5 separate regions of the Mus musculus genome follow, and regions 2, 3, 4 and 5 are each linked to region 1. The links are chromatin contacts, called in public Hi-C and targeted proximity ligation maps. All regions are on one chromosome and are shown on one strand. The core of a region is the stretch at or near the end of the contact, and the rest is flanking DNA. Distances in the headings are between cores, read along the strand shown.

Region 1 (2,886 bases), core at 282-2,781:
CCACAAGCATTGAAGGCTGTACTTACTGCTTGTGAAATTAATTCTTAAGAGCACACAGATTTAACATGATTTAAACACAACAGACATCAGTCTCATTTGCTAATTTCATCTGTCTCCTAAAAGCTTAGATACAAATCCTCTTGTTCTAATCACTACAAAGCTCCAGCCTCAGGAAAAATTATATGTCCAACATTTCCAAAAGGATAATTATACATTATTTCATTTCCCTTCCTTATTAAATTATGGTGTGGTCCATTCACTAGAGCAGCCAATCCCCTTAACGACCCAGCCATCCCTCCAGCTCCTTCTCTTGGATTTCTTAAAGGAAAAACTTTGAAGACAGAACATTACCCCTCTTCTGTGAAGACAAGGCTAAATCTTGAAACCAAACTGATCATTTATAGAAACAAATTAATCCTGTTAATCTATGCCAGCTTGAGATGACCACCATACCAAACCAAAACTGAAGCAATGATCAGCCTAGACCAGGACTGCTTAATTATGCATACTTTTTAGCGGACTCCCCACTCGATGCCCCAGTTTGTCCACTAGTTAAACTTAAAGGTGCCAGGTGTGGTGGTACATGCCTTTAATCCCACACTGTGTAGGCTGAGGCAGACAGATCTCTGTGAGTTCGAGGCCAGCCTATCTACATAGTGAGTTCTAGAACAGCCAGAACTACATAGAGATTTTGTCTCAAATAAATAAATAAATAAATAAATAGCTTAAAGCTCATATCAGGGCCATGAAAATGATCTTGAATGGTCATTGGAGTCCATCATTTATTATTTCAAATGAAGCTACCTTAAATTAATGGCTTTTCGAGGTTACTTTCTTTTAATTAGCATATTAAGGACAGGTGGGACTGCAGAGATGGCTCAGCGGTTAAGAGCACTGACTGCTCTTCCAGAGGTTTTGAGTTCAAATCCCAGAAACCACATGGTAGCTCACAACCATCTGTAATGAGATCTGATGCCCTCTTCTGGTGTGTCTGAGGACAGCTACAGTGTACTTATATATAATAAATAAATAAATCTTTTTTTTTTTTAATTATAAAAGTAAAAGGACAGGTGATCGAACCCAGCCGGTTGGGAATGCCCAAGCCAGTGCTTTTACCTTGAAAACTCCAGCTACAGCTCTTTTGATAGATTTGTCAAGACCAAACTCAGCAAGCGCACAGTAAATAAGCCAATGACAAATCAATAGCATCTTTCTATGTCCCTAGAGAAGAGACATAAATGTACGGAAAGTTAAGGGAACAACTTCTTACAAAACCTCGGGCTTTCGCAGCTTTCTACACCAAGGAGAAAACCCAGAGCTGTCACTAAACAGAAAAAAACTGAGAAGACCCTCGCGGAAACTTGAAACACCTCGGGCGTGGCTTGGCCTGTGGGACCTTTAACCCGCAGATAACCTGCTCCAGAACCAGGTGCTGGAAGTTTCCTCTACTTCCGTCAGGACTCTATAAAAGGTGGGACAGGATGACGTCACTTCCTGTCTTGTGTCCGCGGGCCGGCAAAGCTCTGAACTGGGAAAAGCCACTGTTGTAGTTGAGAGAAACCTGACCCGGCAGCACACGCGTGGCCATGTGGAGGCTGTTGACGCGCGTCCCCGCGCCGCTCCTGCGGATGCACTTTTCAGGTCAGAAACCTGTTTCATCTTTTAAAAAGGCATTTCCCCGATCTTCCTCCCCACATTCCAAAGTCTATGCTTACTGCGATAGGTCCTGCGCTTTCCTTACTTCTTCCACCTCCACTATGCGGAGGCCTGGGTCCTGGTCATGTGCGGGAGACGGTGCTCCGTGAGCCTAGTTGCTTCCTTGGAAGCCCATTTAGTGGAACTCGTACCCCCGTGCTTCTAGACACCTCTGTCAGGAGTGATCAGAGTGTAACAGTAATGGTTTGATTTGTCATTGTAGATTCTTGGGCAGCCCTTCCCACCAGTGCTGGTCTGAAGACGCTCCTCCCAGTTCCAACTTTTGAAAGTGAGTACCTGTCATTTCCACTTATTTTTCTCTGAGAAAAGGCATCGAAGGTGTGTTTGTGCTTCCTCCCTCCGTTGAGTGATTCAACAGATATATGTAAGGAAGGCAAACTGCAGCGAAGTCCCTCGATGTTGCAAAGCAGATAACTATTGGGCTAGTTCCCAGGCATCCTACCACTGATGTGTGGCCCATGATCTACCCAGTCAGCACTAACTGGGCATATATCAGATTTTTTTATCTTCTAAATAATAGTACAGATATGCAGACACTTAGCAATAGTAGCCAGGTGCTCTGCAGTCCTGTACATCTAACTTTTTAATGTACTAAAATCTCCAAAACTGCAAATGGCCTAGACATCTGAGGGTCTTCGGCACATAACTGTTAAACTACTGTGTGGGCTGGAGCAATGGCTCAGCAGTTAATAACACTTGTTGCTCTTGCAGAGAACCCAGGTTCAATTCTCAGAACCCACAAGATTGTTCATAACCATCTGGGACTCCAGCTTCAGGGGTTCCTACATCCTCTTCTGCACATTAATACATGCAGACAAAACACTCCTAACATTTTTGATAAATAAGGTGCTGTGTGTGCTTAGAAGTGCATACTAACTTGCAGATGTAAGAACGTATTACCAGGTCTCACAGTAGCTGCCCATAGAAGTCAGTGAAGGGAGAGTAGTTTTTGTAACTTGGAACAGCAACTTTATTATTCCATTAATGATCTGATGGCCCTTTGAGGCTTCCTGTTTTGTTTATTCTATCATGGAGCCATTCTTTCTCATATTTAATTTTTTTTTTGAGTCACAGTTGTTTTCCCCAGGATGTCATATAGAGGATAGTGACAAGAAAAATCCTACTTTGTAAGTTTACCAAGAAAAATACAACAGAAGGTTTTTTTTTTTT
Region 2 (2,886 bases), core at 220-2,719, 660 kb before region 1:
ATTTTAATAAATGCCATGATATCAACAGGTTTCAAGTTCAGGAATTTTCAGGCTTATTTGTGCCACTTCAGTATTTAAGTCCCAGTTTCCCTTGAAAAGCCACCAAACTCTTTTAAGGGACCCGAAGGACACTGTATGGACTATGAAGGAAGGTGTCTCATTGAGGAGGAGCTGAACCATGAGTTGTGGTCATGGGAAGAGGGAGTGATTTAACAGCAAATCAAAGCAAAGGACTTAAAGGGACACAGGAATTTCAAGTTGCGTAGCAGGAAGTTCTCTTCCTATTTTAAAGACTTTCTTCATTCATTTATTTCTTCTCCCATTTTCATGCTCGCATAAACAAGCATGTGTGTGTGTGTGTGTGTGTATACATACATGTACTTGTGCATGAATGTGTGCATGAGAAGGCCTGAGGTCCATCTTATTCACTGAGGCAGAGTCTCCCAGTCAAGCCCAGAATCCACTGATCTGGTTAGTCTTACTATCCAGCTTGTTTTGGGGATCCACTGCCTTCTGAGGATGCAATGGCAGGTGACCTTTATATGTGTTTCAGATATCTGGACTCTGCTCTCATGTTAGTTCAGCAAAGGGCTTTAACAAACCACCAAGTCATCTCCTTTGTGCCTTCCTTGTCAGTTTAAGTTTTAGTGAAATTAGTTTTAATTTTAAGCGTCTGCTATGAAAACCAGGAGGAAATCCCACTCTGTTCGATCCATGGGCGGCCATGGCTGGCCCAATGAAGCACTTCTTCTAAGGATGAAGAATCTAAATCCTATCGGGTGTGCCAGTGCACATCTTTAAACCCAGCACTGGGGAGGCTGAGGCAGGCAGATCTCTGAGTTCGAGGCCATCCTGGTCTGTAAGAGAATTTCAGGACAGCCATAGCTACACAGAGAAACCCTGTCTCAAAAAGCCAAACCAAACCAAACCAAACCAAACCAAACCAAACCAAACCAAACCAAACCAAACCAAACCAAACCAAACCATCTCTAAATCCTAACAGGCATCTATTATATTTACTCACTCCTTCCACTAAGAAGATATTTATAAAAAGTAGTAAGCTTATGTGAATATAAAAACACTGGAATGATGCCAGCTGCTTCCAGAGAAGGGACCAGGCTGGCTTTGCATAGAAAAGAAACGTAGGCTTTGCTCCTTAAGGTAGTATGGAGAGGAAGGGGGCTGGCAGAGGTGTTTAGGTTTACCAAAGGCTGCAGACTGTGGCTTGGAAATGACACTTAGACTCTATACACAACCATGCTTCAGGAAAAAGAAGCAACATGCTTGGTGAATTTTTTGAAAACCAGCCAAGGGGCCATATTTACTTCTATCTGCTACCATGGCTGTGCCACAACAAAACCAGCCTTCACACAGAAACAGAAACTGAATATGAGCTGGCACTGAGTCAGGAACTAGCAAAATCTCAAGAGGACTGTCAAGGTTTTGAGGTCAACTGTGTTAGTTACTGCTCTGGAAGTGCAACGCCAGATATTTAGCTCTGTGTACACATGCTTGCACAATACTTTGGGGTTACGAGCTTAGAACAAAGACTCGGAAGGAACATGATGTTAACAGTGACTGCTTAGGTGGTGGTAAAAAGGCAAGGAAACCAGACTCTGGTTCCCCACAATCATAGTTGGCAAACTTCTTCTCAGCAAAGTGGCCTCTGCTCTTTGGGGAAAAAAAACTTTAGCTGAAAGAGAGAGCAAAGTTTGTTTTAGACTTTCTCCGTGAAGTTCTGGCTGTTCTGGAACGTGGTCTGTAGAATAGAGTGGCCTTAAACCCACAGAGATCTGCCTACCACTGCCTCCTAAGTGTTGGGTTTACAGGCGTGTGAACGAAGTTTTTAGCTTGCTAGTGTTCTCCGTGTTTGCTCAGGTTAGTAAAGTACTTTGCTCAGGGTTGCACAGCTAACATGGGAACCTTCAGAACCAGAATCCATGTATGTGAGCTTCCAGAGTTGTGACTAACCATGATGGGCGAGCAGAAGTGGGCAGGGCACTGTGCCCCACTGGGGTGTTCTGATTGCTGCTGCTGCTTCTTCTTCTTCTTCTTCTTCTTCTTCTTCTTCTTCTTCTTCTTCTTCTTCTTCTTCTTCTTCTTCTTCTTCTTTTCTTCTTCTTCTTCTTCTTCTTCTTCTTCTTCTTCTTCTTCTTCTTCTTCTTCTTCTTCTTCTTCTTCTTCTTCTTCTTCTTCTTCTTCCTTCTTCCTTCTTCTTCTTCTTCTTCTTCTTCTTCTTCTTCTTCTTTTCTTCTTCTTCTTCTTCTTCTTCTTCTTCTTCTTCTTCTTCTTCTTCTTTCTTCTTCTTCTTCTTCTTCTTCTTCTTCTTCTTCTTCTTCCTTCTTCTTCTTCTTCTTCTTCTTCTTCTTCTTCTTCTTCTTCTTTTCTTCTTCTTCTTCTTTTCTTCTTCTTCTTCTTCTTCTTCTTCTTCTTCTTCTTCTTCTTCTTCTTCTTCTTCTTCTTCTTCTTCTTTTCTTCTTCTTCTTCTTCTTCTTCTTCTTCTTCTTCTTCTTCTTCTTTTTCTTCTTCTTCTCCTTCTCCTTCTTTCTACTTCTCCTTCTCCTCCTCCTCCTTCTTCTTCTCCTCCTCCTCCTCCTCTTCTTCTTCTTCTTCTTCTTCTTCTTCTTCTTCTTCTTCTTCTTCTTCTTCTTCTTCTTCTTCTTCTTCTTCTTCTTTTCTTCTTCTTCCTTCTTCTTCTTCTTCTTTTCTTCTTCTTCTCTTCTTCTTCTTCTTCCTTCTTCTTCTTCTTCTTCTTCTTCTTCTTTTTCTTCTTCTCCTTCTCCTTCTTTCTCCTTCTCCTTCTCCTCCTCCTCCTCCTCCTCCTCCTCCTCCTCCTTCTTCTTCTTCTTCTTCTTCTTTTTCTTCTTCTTCTCCTTCTCCTCCTCC
Region 3 (2,886 bases), core at 273-2,772, 660 kb after region 1:
TCCATCCAGGATGGACTGGGCTCTTCATATTCTGTTTTGTAATTTTTTTCTTTTTTTTTTTAACTTTGCTTTGCTATTAAACTTAAGATTCCTGCCCATTACCTCTTCTTGACAGCTGCCACCCAACAGTCCCAAGTATATTTACTAGAGGTGCTGGTGTGAAATCTTCCATCTTCTGGAAGTTAGTCAAGTTATTTATTTATTTATTTATTTATTAAACTTTTTTTCTTTCATTTCTAACTAGTCATTTTTTTAAAGATTTGTTTATTACTTAATACAGCATTCTGCCTGCATGTGTGCCTGCAGGCCAGAAGAAGGCACCAGATCTCATTACAAATGGTTGTGAGCCCCCATGTGGTTGCTGGGGATTGAACTCAAGACCTCTGGAAGAGCTTTCAGTGCTCTTAACTTCTGAGCCATCTCTCCAGCTCTCTAGTTTTTGATATGACTACACAGAAGCATTTCCTATTGGCTTTCTTTTTCTACCCTCCATAATAAAAGGAATTGCAAGCCCACTGGGTTCTTCTTTTAGTAGAGAGACAGTCTTGGTGGGAGAACTCTCCCTTAGAGGAAGGAGTGGACCAGGAAGTCCAAGAACATGAGGTTAGGACTCAGCTATTGAGAAGAGAAAATATCACTGTCTCACTGCCACATCATCCATATTGTAGATTGGAGTTTAATCCACAGACTGCAGGAGTCCTAGCTCCCTGCTTTGTGTGCTGGGTTTCAGATGGGCCTCTTAGATTCCTGCAGACCACATAAAATGGGATGGATGATCCTGGCCCATGTAACCATCCTGGCTGGATGATGAAATACATCTGGTCTTGTTTCAAGCCTGTACAGGATAAACGTTACGCGTGAATCAGAAGCTTGTATGTAGTTAACAGATATAGCTTCCGGCTTGTTAAAGGAAGTGAAAGTGCCCTTTAACATCCTAGATTCACACCTTTTGGGGGGAAGACTTGCTTCTCTGTGCTTGAGGCCAGAATTTGGTTAGTGTGTTACCCCAGGCATTTACTCACCCTGAATGATCAGCCTGAAAGCATAGGTGCTTGGACACGTAACTCAGTGCAAGAGACCAAAGGAAATGGTTAGTGGGAGGGGAAAAATAGGAACATGCCTGTTAAGGGTCAACTTACCATCCTGGTGCACAGTGCTCTTGGTCACTATGTTTTTGATAAATTAAAATTGAGATAATAGAGTGGCTTCTGTCTTCTATTTCTATCTTTAAAAAAAAACAACAACAACAGAAACTCTGTAAATGGAATGCTTAGGACAAGACAGACTGGTGTCTCAGCACACTACTAACAGAATTATCTTGATTCTTTATCTCAGCCCCAGATAACATCATCTCCACACCAGGACATGAGGACTTAGTAGCAATGAGACATCATAAAATGTGTGTGAGTACTGCTCCATTTCCTTTCTTCTGTAAGGACAGCCTCCAACCTTAGTAAGCCAATGAGAAATCTAAGGCTTGTCCATAAGATAGAAATACCTTGGGTCTGGTGAAGATAAAAGCGTGTCAAGTAGGGGAGACGCTGCGACGGCGTCTTCATTTTCGGCAAAAGAATCTGGCACTGGAGACTGACAAGAGAACAGAACAGTGAGCCAAGATTGTAACAAGCCTGAGAGAGTGAAGAAAGCACTACAGCAGACTCTTCAGGTAGAAAAAGGGTGAAATGTGGGATTTGCTTTTTCTGAGAACTCATCATTGTTGCAGGGTAAACAGCTGGGGTGAAGAAAACAGGGGGATGACTTGTGGAGAGTATATGGTCAGGAATACGGTACACTATAATTTATTGCTTCTCCTAGTGGTCTTAGATACTCCAACCAATTCTCATTTGTCTATTTTGCAGTTAGCATGGGCTGAAGAGCAATTTATGGTTTTAGAGAATTGTTGAATTTTCTATTTAAGAAACTACTCTCTTTCCCATCTTTCTGTTTGCCCCAGGCTCTCTGGTGGATGTTTAGGACTGGTGTGTGTCTGGGACTACCTGCACCATGAACAGCTTCATTGTCACAGTCCTTATCTGGACCACAGTGGCATATGCTGAAGAGGAGAAGGCACTTAAAGAGATCCATGAGTATGGTTTCCAAAAGTGCCAGAATGCTCTGAATCTACCTGTTTTGGAAGTGCTACCTGGAGGAGGCTGGGATAATCTGAGGAATATGGACATGGGGCAAGTGATGGACTTGACATACAACAACTGTAAGACCACAGAAGACGGACAGTACATCATCCCTGATGATGTCTTTACTATTCCTCAGAAAGAGAGCAACCTGGAGATGAACTCAGAAATCCTGGATTCCTGGGAGAATTACCGAAGCACTACTTCCTTTTCCATTAACTTGAATCTCGATTATCGTCCCAGAGTCAACGGCAAGTTCTCTTCTGAGTTCCAAAGGATAAAGACCACTCAAGTGAGAGACCAGGCTGTAACCACACGAGCTCAGGTGAGAAATTTGGTCTACACAGTGAAAGCCAACCCAAATGCAGAACTCAACTTGGGGTTTAAGAAGGAGCTCATGGAAATCTGTGACCGTCTAGAGAAAAACCAGACGAAGATGGCCACCTACCTGGCAGAACTCTTGATCCTCAACTATGGCACACACATAATCACTAGTGTGGATGCTGGGGCTACACTGGTTCAGGAGGATCATGTAAAGTCCTCCTATCTTAAGAACAATAAGGGAAACCGTGCTGCTGTGGCTGCATCTGCTGGATTTACTTTCGCAAAGGTTGTGAACTTCAAAATAGAGACAGGCTTTGAGTATCAAAATAACTTGGCCACAGGCTATCTTCAAAACAGAACCGGTTCTAGGGTTCAGAGTATTGGAGGAATTCCCTTCTACCCAGGGATGACCATCGAAACCTGGCAGAAG
Region 4 (2,886 bases), core at 191-2,690, 540 kb before region 1:
ACAGTGAGAGAACTCCTTGAACGCTGATATGGAAAGTGAGCCGGAAGCAATGAACTGTAGACATAGACAAATCTGTGAATGGTAGGTTCTCTGCTTGTGCCTGGGAATGTCTCTTTGTACAAGAGGGTGGTCCAGTTATGTTTGCTTGTTTCCGTCACATACAGCTCAGTATTTTTTCTTTAGATTAACTTTTGGGGATACATCTCCAATTCCCCACCCTCATTTTCTTGAATGTAAAGAACTCAGTGACAGATGACTCCGAGTTTGTATGTGCGACTGAGCCTCCTGCTCAACTTCATCTTATTTTCAGCCTCATCCTGTCAATGGTATATCTTTGTCATGTTCGATCATCCCTTTCAAGACCCTCCAGCCAACACACTGGTTCTGCATTAGGGATGAGTTTAAGTTGCAGTGGAGGTAAGCCTGAATTGGGAGTGATGGGCCCCCTTTCTTCAATCAGAGCCATTATTTCTAAAAACCCTCTAGCCATTAGACACAGAACTTTTCAAGAACCTTGCTGTGAACAGCCTGGGGACACCCATCCTGCACAGGGAGAGGTGTTCTAGCAATCTACTCACAAAGACTCCACCCCAGAATGGATATCCACCAATAAAAGCAACAGAGGAAAACGCCCAAGTCATATTGTATGAGGTGCTCAGCAACCCGAGAACAACTCCAAAGCCGATGTGCATCAATCCAATTGTGATTTGGACTCCCTAAAAAAGAAAGCCAAGGGGCATTTTAAAATAACTGTCACAACCAAAGTTATTCCTGTTTATTTACTGTCCATGTGATCCACGAGAATTCACCTAAACAGTGAATATTTTGATGTATACTGAAACAGCAGGGGAGGAAGGGCCTCAGGTAAAACCTTTGAGGAGCTAGTGAGATGGTTCCGTGGGTAAGGACATATGTTGTCTAGTCTGATGACCAGTGTGTGATACTCAGACCCCGTATGTTGGAAAGAACTGAGTCTTTCAAATTGCCCTCTGATCTCCATGTATGTGTGCATGTATGTATGCATGCATGCATGCATGCACGAACTCATGCTCACGCGTGTGAGTGTGCGCGCACGCACACACACAGATACACACAGACACACAAACATACACATGTATACACATAATAAACATTTTAATAAATTTTGTTTGATTTCTGAATGAACTACAAAGAAGTCTTTAGAAAGTATGACTACTTCAGCATCTCCTGGTATCCCCATGAGTACATTTGTTTGTAAAGACTGCTGCGACTGAGGTGACAGGGGCTGTCTTGTATAAGTAAAACAGTTCTCTGTCCAGGCAATGCTAGTCACGAGAAAAGGAATCGATGGAAATGAAGTCACTCCTAGAATATTAGTCACATGCCTGATAACACTCTGTCACTGTTCCACCAACTAGATGGAGACATAAAACCATAAGAAATCAAGTGGCCAAGATACAGTTCACAGGACTCAAAAAGGCCAATAAGGGGAAGCGCCCAAGTGAGGATGCCCGAGTCCTGCTTGGGAGGGAGAAGAAAGCAACCACAAGGGGGAAGGGAGGGAGGGACCTGGGGTGGGGACAACCTCTTGGAGACAGGGGGGCAGGGAGGAGATATGGGATGTAGAACGGTCTAGGAGGGTGGACTGGGAGAGGAATAAAATATGGAATGTAAAAATAAAAAAAAAAAAGAAAAGAAAAGATGTAAATAAAAAAGAACAAGAACTAGGATGGTTTGATTGTTTAACTCTTTAAGCACCACAGTAGTGGTAGCCAGCTAATTCCTAATGAAAAACAAAAAGAAGGTAATCAAGTGCCCAAGGGTAAACAGTTATAAAGGGGCAGACTCCCAGAATGCATAACAGCGGACTATCTCCAAAACTTACTTACAATCTGTCCTTTAGGACTCAGCTTGGTTCCACCCGTTCAGAGTTGTCTTGATATACTAGTCAAATGGATTTGCTTTTATTCTTTGTGGATTCTTTTCACATTTTAAGATGTAAAACCCATGGCATTACTTGCTTTTCTATTTCATATTTTTTTTATTTCAAAAAATATTTTTTTATTTTTTGTGCGTGGATATGAATGTCTGTGCATCACACGTGTGCCTGGTGGTGCTCAAGGATGTCCAAAGGGCTTGAGGGTTGGATACCCTGAGACTGGAGTTACATGCAGTTATGAGCCACCATGTGGGTTCTGAGAATGATAATGTCTTCTGCAAGAGCAGTGAATGTTCTTAACTACAGCACTGTCTCTCCAATCCTAGTATTCCTTGTTGTTTTTTTTTTTAATTGCTGGTATGCAACTGTTATCATACCAAGTAAGAGGTATTTTGTCAATGCTAAGGGATAAATCTTTTGCTTTGTAACTCTTATCAAAACTTTCTTTGTAGAGTACACATGGATTTCTGAGAAACAACAGTTACTATATTGGTCCAAAGCTCAGAAACATCTCCATAGATCATTTTGTCCCAAGTTTACGATTATATTTTATCTACCCAGGAAGACTGTAGCCACAGAAACTTCTGTGTTTATTTCCTCAATGAATAGGTACCAAATAAATTTAAATTGAATTAAAGGAAAAATAATTTCATGAATTATGCTAAAACAATAATATATTGTTGAGATGCACTAAACCTTGTGAAAGCTATGAACCTTCTCTTTGAACAGTTCTTGTACATCCACAGATTACATCATCCTTTAGACACAGCTTCTGAGAGGTGATGGACCCATTTTTAGCCAATGTTACATCTCAGATGGGACACTCCTACATCTGACTTCAGATTTGTTCCTGCAATTGTTATCCATGAACAAAATGTGGATATAAGTTTCCCATCCTTGCTGTCATCTTGATGAGGAGCAGCTGCAGCTTTAATCCCCATTGGCCCCTGTTTTCTACCCATATAGCC
Region 5 (2,886 bases), core at 268-2,767, 530 kb before region 1:
CACCCTGCTCCCTTGCCATGACAGTAATGGACTAATGCTTCAAAACTGTAAGCAAAGCCCTAATTATTTTCCATTATAAGAGTTGCTTTGATCATGGTGTCTCTTCACAACAACAGAGCAGTGTCTAAGATTTCAGGGCAATGCACAGTCCTGCAATCTAGCCTCTTCACCAGAAAAGCATATTGGGTCTGCAGGGAGGCAGGGAGGCAGTTAGCCTGGAACATACATGGGCACTGACCTTGTTGTAAGATGCAGGGCCTGGACTCTCTATGGCATAGGAGCAATCCTTGGTTTAAAGCAGAATTTAGTTTTGTTTCACACACTCCTGGCCATGAATGTCCTCCTTGTACTCTCTTCCTATCTTAGTTATGTTTTTATTTCTGTGACAAGACACCATGACCAACACAACAGTTCATTGGGGCTTAAACTTTCAGAGGGTGAGTCTGTGGCCGTCATGGTAGAGAGCATGGCAGCAGGCAGGCAGGCATGGCACTGGAGCAGTAGCAGCTCACATCTTGAGACACAACAATGAGGATGAGACCTAATTGGGAATGGTGTGGGCTTTTGAAACCTAAAAGCTTGTTTCCAGTGGCACACCTCTTCCAAGAAGGCCATACGTCCTGATTTTTCCAAGCAGTTCTATCAATGGTGGATCAAACATTCAAAATATAAGCCTTTGGGGGTCATTCTCACTGAAACCCCCACACTCATCGATTCTTCTCCAGGTCTAAGCCCCACTTATCAAAAGGAATGAGAGCCCAGAGTCCTGGTAGTCATTTTTTAAAATTCTTCCTTGGAACTGGCAGGAAAGGAATGGAGTCCTGTCCTATCTTTCTATCAGAGAATAGAAGTGAGGAATTAGACACAAGGGTGTCCCTGACCTGCATCATCAAACACCCTTCTCACTTCCCACAGCAATGCATTGTTCTCTGCAGAAGAGGTGAAGATGGCACATCTCCTCTTAGGAAGTTTTTCTGCTATGGCCTTTCACCAAAGTGAATATCTGGCTTTAGTTATTATTATTATTATTATCATTGACATCATAACTTAAATATCCTTTCTAGCACTTTTTCAAGTGTTAGTCATGTACCTAAATACTTCACTGAACCTTTCATATAGGTTTGTTAAGACATGTCATTATTTTGCTTAACTCTAAGATAGAAAAATTTCACCTACAATATAGTAAAAATTTAAACATGTTACAGTGTAAGAAAAAGTAAGGAATTAATGCAGGTATAGTGAGTGCATCTAAGAAAAAGATGTTCAAATTACTCTCTAGCAGTTCTTTGTGGTGAAGGGTCTATAAATACATCCTAGAGTGAGCTTTACTTATTATTTTTGACAAGCATAAGAATTGAATTTATTTAAAAGAATTTCTGTGTTGGTTGGTTGAAGAAGTTTCAATAAAGTTTTCTAACATATTGCAACACACACACTTTTCCTGTCATATGCTGAGATTCATTGCAGCTGTTTCCTGTAAAATGAAAAAGCCAATTTTATCAAGTTTCATTTCCTCCAAAGATGAGGGCAGAGCTTCTCTGGCTAGCTGTGGGTGGCCCCATACTGTGGGAGCTATTGAAGAGTCATGTCTGAGCTGTTCCCTGTCTGAGCTGGTCCATGACAAGAGCTTTTGAACCTTTTGTACCCATTTACCTCTCAGCTGCTCCCTGGAGCTGTGTCCTTGTTCTTGATACTACAGCCTGAAATTTTATTTTGACTGTGTAGCCATAGTGATTATTCCTGTCAAAGCTGAGGATCAAGCACACCGTGAATGCCACACACTACTGTCAACACGCCAGTGGGACATCAACAAACCAGGAGTGACATGACTGATCTTTAGTGCCACGTATGCATTACATACCTTGCTTTAACCACTGCCAAGAAGATGCAGACTGACACATCTGAATTCTGTAGACCCAATGGAGTCTCTCAACGCTATTCACATCTCGTCTCTGCCCTTAGAATGGCACTACATGGTAGCAGGCAATACATTTCACTTATTTTGCTAAAAGAGGTAGCCTTCTGGGCAATTTCTTGCCCAGATTCTTATGCAAACCATTGCCCATCACTCTCCTTTAAAGTAAAGACATCTGAAAGGCAGAGTCAGCTCTCAGTGTGAATTTTTCATAGCATATTACTTTCCACAAACTGTACTGTCTTTTCTTATTAATGCTTTCCCAAAGTTGCTTCCCCTAACCCCGGATCCAGTGGCCTCTGCTCGGCTCTAATTCTAGAGAGTTTCTCTGCAGCCGTGTTCTGCTTCTTCCTTTTCCCCTGAGGCTTTTTCTCCTCAGCTTCTTGTGCTGGTTTGAATAGAATGGCCACCATAGACTCATATGTTTGAGTACTGGCATATGGCATAGTGGAATTCTTTGGGAAGGATTAGGAGGCATGGCTTTGGCCAAGTCACTGGGGTCAGGGCTTTGAAGTTTCAAAAGACCCTAGCCACTCCCATTGTGCTCTCTGCCTTCTGCTTGTAGGTGAGTTGTGAGCTGTCAGCTGCTGCTCCAGCTTCCTTCAATCCACCATCATAAACTCTCTCTGGGATCATAAGTCCACTTAGACTACTTCTTTTATAAGTTACTTTGTTTATGATGTTTTATCATAGCAGCAGATAAGTAACTAAGACATTTCCAAGTCCTTGCTTTACCTTCTTAGGTGACCTCCGTTGCTCCTTTATAAATTGTTTATAAATTTATAAATTGTTCTTTTGCTGACAGGTAAATGCAGGCGTTCCTAAGGAAATATCACTATCCTGGGGGACTCTCATCCACCCCATCATATCAAGTGACTAATTCATGTACTTTCATTTTTTTTTATGTATGATAGTTTTTTTTTTCTTTTTCTCTTTACATTTATTTAAACCTATTTTCTAAGATTCAATTC

Evidence for each region. Hi-C and Micro-C count contacts between places; a contact is called where the count stands out from the background.
Region 2: a contact with region 1 is called in a targeted proximity ligation map of memory CD8 T cells, with 18 read pairs. A contact is called at or near these places in 4 of 39 promoter capture datasets (the 3T3-L1 cell line, 3T3-L1-derived adipocytes, embryonic stem cells and 1 more), 2 of 130 datasets of targeted methods (large pre-B cells and memory CD8 T cells) and 1 of 9 other capture datasets (embryonic stem cells).
Region 3: a Hi-C map of liver shows a contact between it and region 1, with 2.1 times the contacts expected there. A contact is called at or near these places in 10 of 39 promoter capture datasets (the 3T3-L1 cell line, 3T3-L1-derived adipocytes, the C10 cell line and 4 more), 5 of 484 Hi-C or Micro-C datasets (B cells, liver and pre-B cells) and 3 of 130 datasets of targeted methods (the SCID.adh cell line, bone marrow-derived macrophages and pro-B cells).
Region 4: a contact with region 1 is called in a targeted proximity ligation map of bone marrow-derived macrophages, with 6 times the contacts expected there. A contact is called at or near these places in 8 of 39 promoter capture datasets (the 3T3-L1 cell line, cranial neural crest, embryonic stem cells and 4 more), 3 of 130 datasets of targeted methods (bone marrow-derived macrophages, embryonic stem cells and large pre-B cells) and 1 of 9 other capture datasets (liver).
Region 5: a contact with region 1 is called in a Hi-C map of B cells, with 16 read pairs. A contact is called at or near these places in 7 of 39 promoter capture datasets (the 3T3-L1 cell line, cranial neural crest, embryonic stem cells and 3 more), 1 of 484 Hi-C or Micro-C datasets (B cells), 1 of 130 datasets of targeted methods (large pre-B cells) and 2 of 9 other capture datasets (embryonic stem cells and liver).

The regions. Positions count from the first base shown.
Region 1 is chr19:11,768,884-11,771,769 of GRCm38.p6, forward strand. It overlaps Mrpl16 (mitochondrial ribosomal protein L16), which reads left to right and starts at 1,532. Exons shown (of 4, transcript NM_025606.3): 1 at 1,532-1,641; 2 at 1,919-1,984. The coding sequence starts at 1,587.
Region 2 is chr19:11,106,487-11,109,372 of GRCm38.p6, forward strand. The region is part of intron 4 of Ms4a20 (membrane-spanning 4-domains, subfamily A, member 20); the gene reads right to left. Among named protein-coding and RNA genes, the nearest start is that of Ms4a20, 23 kb to the right of the region's middle.
Region 3 is chr19:12,426,383-12,429,268 of GRCm38.p6, forward strand. Pfpl (pore forming protein-like) reads left to right here and starts at 1,523. Exons shown (of 2, transcript NM_019540.2): 1 at 1,523-1,666; 2 at 1,955-2,886. The coding sequence starts at 2,005.
Region 4 is chr19:11,224,986-11,227,871 of GRCm38.p6, forward strand. Ms4a12 (membrane-spanning 4-domains, subfamily A, member 12) reads right to left here. Exons shown (of 7, transcript NM_001374133.1): 3 at 579-716; 4 at 1-54. The region is part of intron 1 of 4930526L06Rik (RIKEN cDNA 4930526L06 gene); the gene reads left to right. Among named protein-coding and RNA genes, the nearest start is that of Ms4a12, 6.0 kb to the right of the region's middle.
Region 5 is chr19:11,242,909-11,245,794 of GRCm38.p6, forward strand. All of the region lies in intron 1 of 4930526L06Rik (RIKEN cDNA 4930526L06 gene), which reads left to right. Among named protein-coding and RNA genes, the nearest start is that of Ms4a12, 12 kb to the left of the region's middle.